Regions from separate parts of the Zea mays genome. Here region 2 is linked to region 1. Evidence: chromatin contacts called from public Hi-C data. All regions are on one chromosome and are shown on one strand. Each heading gives the region's core, a stretch centred on a gene start, on an enhancer-like site or on the middle of the called end of the contact. The rest is flanking DNA. Distances are from core to core; before and after follow the strand shown. Region 1 holds the start of LOC109943987 (polygalacturonase inhibitor). Region 2 holds the start of LOC103646324.

The links. Hi-C and Micro-C count contacts between places; a contact is called where the count stands out from the background.
Region 2: a contact with region 1 is called in a Hi-C map of tassel, with 5 times the contacts expected there. The contact joins the promoter of LOC103646324 here to the promoter of LOC109943987 in region 1. A contact is called at or near these places in 13 of 25 Hi-C or Micro-C datasets (bundle sheath, ear, endosperm and 5 more) and 1 of 3 datasets of contacts at active chromatin or transcription factors (leaf).

Annotation. Positions count from the first base shown.
Region 1 is chr2:39,915,126-39,918,171 of Zm-B73-REFERENCE-NAM-5.0, forward strand. LOC109943987 (polygalacturonase inhibitor) reads left to right here and starts at 1,681. Exons shown (of 1, transcript XM_020548269.2): 1 at 1,681-2,973. The coding sequence starts at 1,687. The coding sequence ends at 2,748.
Region 2 is chr2:40,120,824-40,123,828 of Zm-B73-REFERENCE-NAM-5.0, forward strand. LOC103646324 reads left to right here and starts at 1,409. Exons shown (of 7, transcript XM_020548271.2): 1 at 1,409-1,670; 2 at 1,749-1,951; 3 at 2,092-2,533; 4 at 2,612-2,971. The coding sequence starts at 1,469.

The sequences.
Region 1 (3,046 bases), core at 431-2,930:
AATTCATTTGTAATCCTAGCCATACATAAATTTTGTTATTTTAATTTAGCTGTTTCACTACTACATTGCAACTATCAGTATCATGCAGGCTTCGATATATGCCACGATTTGCATGGTCTCATCATTGAATAGCACGTGTCACACCTGCCGGTAGAAGTTCCCTCGTATATTGTCAGTCATCAGGTACGCACCACCATACACGCTTGCTTAAACAAAAAAACAAGTGTATGTGTTTGCGAAGAGAATTAAAGGCAGGCCAACCGACGATGGCGAGTGGTCATTGCCGTCGGTCCTCCTCTGCGTCACCTCTGTTGCCAAGATGACGCCATAGTCCTTGATATAGTAGTCGTCGAACGCGCACGACATGACGAGTACCGATGACTCTTGGCTGAGCTGCCAAACGAAGTGCATCCCGGGCTCATCAGCGAGGTAGTACACCTAGCCGTTGCACCACCGGATGTGCTACTCCTCTGCATAAATCTTGTTCGAGGATACTCACACAACGTCAGCAACGGTCGTCGTCCCAGCGCACAAGAATTCATGGTCAGTCAGTAGTGACTTACGTGGGAGGTTGAGCTTCAGATGGATGATGAGCTGGACGGTGTGACGACGCAGTTGTCGGATGCGGTGCCCAGAACAACCCGAGAGTCGTCGGCGTTGGCGACGACCATGAGGTTCCCCTATTTGAAGATGGACAGCGCGGTGCAGCCGCTCTGGACCGCGTCCAAGCGGCGGCTGCGGCGGAGCTTGCCGAACACAGCGACGCATGCGGCCACGTAGTACTGCTTCCAGAGGTCAAACTGGCAGTCGCCAAGCTTCTTCTCGTCGTCGATGAGCGACGCCAACGCGAGCGCCTCCTGCCAGTGGTGTTTATTCGGGGTTTCCAAGTAAGAAACATGGATTCATCTTTGGTGTTGGTTTATGAAAATGACTCAAAGATCAGATCCATGGAAAAATTATTACGGAGAATAAATGTCACACATATAAAAAAGAATTTAAGTTGAAAACATTATTCAAACAAAAGAAATTGCATGCAAGGCTCTTTTTTAAATACTACTCCCTCCATCCAAAAATATAATTTAGGAATCTCGTTGATAATTATCTACTAGCAAAGGTAGCAGGTGAGCTTTGGGAGAGATGTAGTAGATATTTTTATTATAACAGATATTGACATAAACACACATGTGGTGTAGTTGTAGCTACCACTGGCAGAACACTGAATGGCAGCAGGGAATGGGAAACACCAGAACCACTAATAAAAATGGACCAAGATCTATTTTCCTTACCATCTTACCCTTTTTGATGACAACATAATCAATACAGTAGCAAACAAGAATTAATATAAACTAGAGGTCTGGAGACCTAGAGTGTATGGAATTTAGTCCCTAGCATGGAGGACTTGGAGACCTAGAGGGTCTCGGAGTTTGATCCCCTAGACTTAAAAACAGTTGCTTTGTCAACTAAACTGACCTGCGCCAAACATGCACCTCATGAGGCAAGCTAGCTGGTCCTATCGCTACGAGAATATAGGTTCCGCTGTTGCACGAGTGCATCTAAAGCATCCATCCACGTTCTCTTCCCTTGCGGATTCATCAAACCATGACTCAGAAATCCTTGACCAAAACCCGACTTCAAGACCACTTCACTACTAGAGTTGACCTCATCGCTTACATATCCCACTCATGCATGGCAGTGCGCATGATCACTCACGCAACTATCAGATTCAGACTGCACGCCATGGCAAGCAACACAGCTGCTCTCCTCCTCCTGCTGCTGCTATCTTTCCAGCTCATCGCCATGTCGCTGTCTCAAACTCAGCTGTCCACTCAGGACCTCCCGGCTCTTATCAAGATCAGGCAGCAGCTCGGCAACCCGGACGCGCTCGCGGGATGGCGGCCCGACTCGCTCTGCTGGGGGTGGTGGCCCGCGGCCTGCAACGAGCAGGGCCGCGTCACCAAGCTCTTCCTCGAGCGACTCAACATCACGTCCACGCTCCCGCCGGCCATCGGCGAGCTCGACCAGCTGGAGACGCTCAGCATCATCGAGATGCCGGGCCTGGGCGGGCGCATCCCGGACTCCTTCTGCAACCTCCGGCACCTCTCACTATTCAACCTCATGGTCACCTCCGTGTCGGGCCCCATCCCGGCGTGCCTCTCCCGCACCAACCTCACCTCCGCCAGCTTCTTCCGCAGCAAGCTCAACGGCATCATCCCCGGGTCGCTCTGGAAGCTCCCGTACTTCACCTACTTCAACGCCGCCTACAACAACCTCGTCGGGCCCATCCCGCCGCTGCTGGTGCACGGCGGCACGCCCGACCGGCCGCTGGGCCTGATGCTGGACGGCAACCGGCTCAGCGGGCCTATCCCCTGGACGTTCGCGCTCGAGAGGCACCTGCTGCAGTTCAGGGTGGCCAACAACAAGCTCACCGGCGACCCGTCGTTCCTCTTCGGGCGGCGCAAGACGGTGACCGGCACCATCGACCTGTCCGGGAACAATTTCCGGTTCAACCTCACCGGCGTGGAGATGCCCATGCAGCTGTCTTTCCTGAACCTGAGCCACAACCGGATCTACGGCGGCGTGCCGGTGTCGCTCCGGGACACCAGGGTGGCGGTGCTGGACCTCAGCTACAACGACCTCTGCGGGAAGATACCTACCGGCGGGCATATGGTGCAGTTCAAGGCGGCGGCGTACGAGCACAACAAGTGCCTCTGTGGGACACCGCTGCCACCCTGCGCGAACGGCCGCTGAGATGAAGATGTCCCTTAGATCCTCTGGGCTGTGGGATTAACATGCATTAGAGGCTAAGATAAATAGGTAATGTTGGTCCCCTCGGTAAAAATAGTACCACTGTTATCTTTTAGTTACCAGTCAAATCTGTGTCTGGGCAAATCCAATAGGTTTGGCCCAATTAATCTTCGTAATGGTGTACGTCTGAAGCAAATAATGGAAAAGCGGTGGCGTGGTTATTTTTATTTTATCCTAAAAACATAAGTATATTAAAAAAGATATCCTAAACTAAATTATTCGAAACTATAGCATATTTAAA
Region 2 (3,005 bases), core at 159-2,658, 210 kb after region 1:
CTTCCGTGGGGGGCGAGGGCTTCACCACGAATATGCCCGCCCGTCCCCTTGGCCGTAACTCCGCGACCGCGAGGTCGCTATCGCCTCCGGGTCACGGCGCGACCCGCGTCCCCTTGTCGCGACGCCCTTGGCGCCGCGGGAGAATCTGGGCGTGCTTAAATACTCCGCCCTGAGGTCACCCCGCCATGCCACCACCCGGAGGGACAACTTGGACCCGGACGACTCCCTTTCCCTAACCGGGTCTTGCCATTTGGCGCCAACCGCCCGCGCTTCCTCGCCACCCGGGGTGCTGGGTGCACCCGCCGCCTGGAGCCCGGAGGAGAGGTACGGCTCAGTCCCCGCTCTTCCGCTCTGGACGAGACACACGACCCTGCTCCATCCTCTTTGCTATATTTGCTTTAGCAATATAGCATTGTGCTTCCTCCGTGAGCCTGTCTGGATGCTTGCTCGCTTTTGCTCTGGCACCTGGGGATGCGATCGCAGGTGCCTTTTATCACATGGCTTCTAGGAGTATTCTTAATTTTGCCCAGTAAGTATTTCATCTCATTTTTAAGACTTATTCTGGGTTTATTTAATTTTTACAATATTTTTATCATCTGGGATCGAGACTGTACTTGGCTCGTCGTTGCAAATATTCGATCCCATAGTAATGTGATATGCAAATGCTGTACAACAGTACATGGCATTTGTGACACCTTGTTCAGTTCTTTCCTGTTATTCCTCCCTGGCGGTCTGTTTGGCTAGTAAAATATCGTTGAATCGAATCTGAGTAAAGCTATTTCTTGATGGAGGTGTCTGAATAGAGATGAGCGTGGAATATTTAGTCAGAACAACACCATGGTTAGGTTCATATTTGGTATGGCTACACGTGTCAAATAAGTACGCCGAGTTCAATTCCATTTTATGTCTTCTTCTACAATGCCGAGCCACCTTGAAAAGCCCTAGACTAATTGCGCCACATTGATATGAGCTAGTACATTATGGAGCTTGATGTTATTTTTTATAGTACAATTTGCTGACCTATATGATATATCTGCCTGTTACTTTGGCTTCATGGTCTGCATGCAGTATATGGCCAAATAGGTTTCTCATCTTGCTATTCATCATGTCATATTAAAGTGACACCACAACCACTTCGCAAAAAAATATCTAGTAATTACATGTTAGCCAACAGGCTAATGCTCTAATCATTAACATTTCTATTTTCTAATTAGTATCATTTCATATGAGGAAGCAAAACTACAACCTCCTAGTGGCTACTTGATATGTTAATTACGATAGTAGCTGACATATCCTTAAGTTGTAGTTTGGAAAAAAAATAATTAGTTAAGAGCATGGCAAGTTAGGTTCTCCAAATTTCCTTGGTTCACTTGTGGATGCCACAAAAATGAATGTCCAAAGGTGCTAACAGAGCTTTTTCTTCATATAAATTCAGCAGGTGATTATCCAGATCGGCAATAGATCAAATATGGATCCAGGAAAATCAATAGATGATAAATTCAGCAAGTTGCATCCAAGTTTTCCAGTAGACACCAGAATTGGCATAGTTGGAGCAGGGCCAAGCGGCTTATCAGCAGCATATGCACTAGCTAAGCTAGGGTATCACAATGTAACCGTGTTTGAGAGATGTCATAATGTTTCAGGGATGTGCGAGTCCATTGATATCGAGGGTGAGGAACTTGACTAATGCACTCTTGTTCAATTGTTTTGACATCTGTGTATTTATTATCATTGACATTGTTATTCAGGAAGGACATATGATCTGGGAGGACAAGTTATAGCAGCAAACAGTGCCCCTGTTATAACTCATCTGGCAAAGGAACTAGGTTCTGAATTTGAAGACATGGATACACACAAGCTTGCTCTTATTGACAGCCAAACAGGAAACATTCGAGATCTTGAAGTTGCTGAGGACTATGTATCCATGGTTTCTCTAACGCTAAAATTACAGGCAAGTTTTTTCTAGAATAATTTGGACTACTTATAAAGTGATCAAAAGGAATACGATTTTCAGTAATAATAACTAATGGTTTGGTCTACTTCGCACTTCTTTCTGTTGCTTACATGTATGTTCTTTGGTACTTCTTATAGGATGAGGCAAATAGGTCTGGAGGAGTGGGAATTCATGCAGTCAGTGGATTGGCCTCAGATCCAACTCTTGACTTTTTGATGCAACATGGAATAAGTTCAATGCCAAAATCTGTAGTATATGGTTACACTGCTTCTGGCTATGGTTTTGTTCAAGACATGCCCTATGCTTTCATACATGAGTTTACTAGAACCTCTATGGCTGGCAAGATCCGACGTTTCAAGCATGGTTACATGAGTCTGTGGGATAAACTTAGTCAGTCATTACCATTTGAAGTTCTTTGTGGCACGGAGGTTCTCAGAGTCAAGCGTAACAACTGTGTCGCAAGTGTAATTATCAAGAACAACAATGATGATGTAGAAGTTAGGGAGTTTGACAAAATTATATTGTCAGGGGCTCTTCCTTTCAAAAATGGGAAAACATATCGTTCTTTAAGTATGACTGGTAAGTATGATTTAAATTCACCTTTTGTTTGATTGAAGCTGGTACTCCAGCCATCTGAATATATATGCTATTTATCAGATGGAGAAAATGAAGTGGTAGAACTGAATGATCTTGAAAGAGAGCTATTCAGTAAGGTACAGACAATTGACTACTATACTACTGTTGTTAAGATTGAAGGATTTGAGCACATACCAAAGGGCTTTTTCTACTTCGGGGAATACATGGAGGATCCAACAACAGTAGGACATCCAGTGGCAATGCAAAGATTCTTTGCTGACACAAATATTTTCTTGTTCTGGTCTTATGGAAATTCAGCGGACATCAAGGAGTCATATGTGGCTAAATGTGTAACCAATGTTGTGACATCTATGGGAGGAACTGTCCAGAGAGTGCTTTTACAGCGACGATTTAAATATTTCCCTCATGTCAGCAGTGAAGGTATAGGTTGGCAGGGTTGCCTCTGATTATCAAG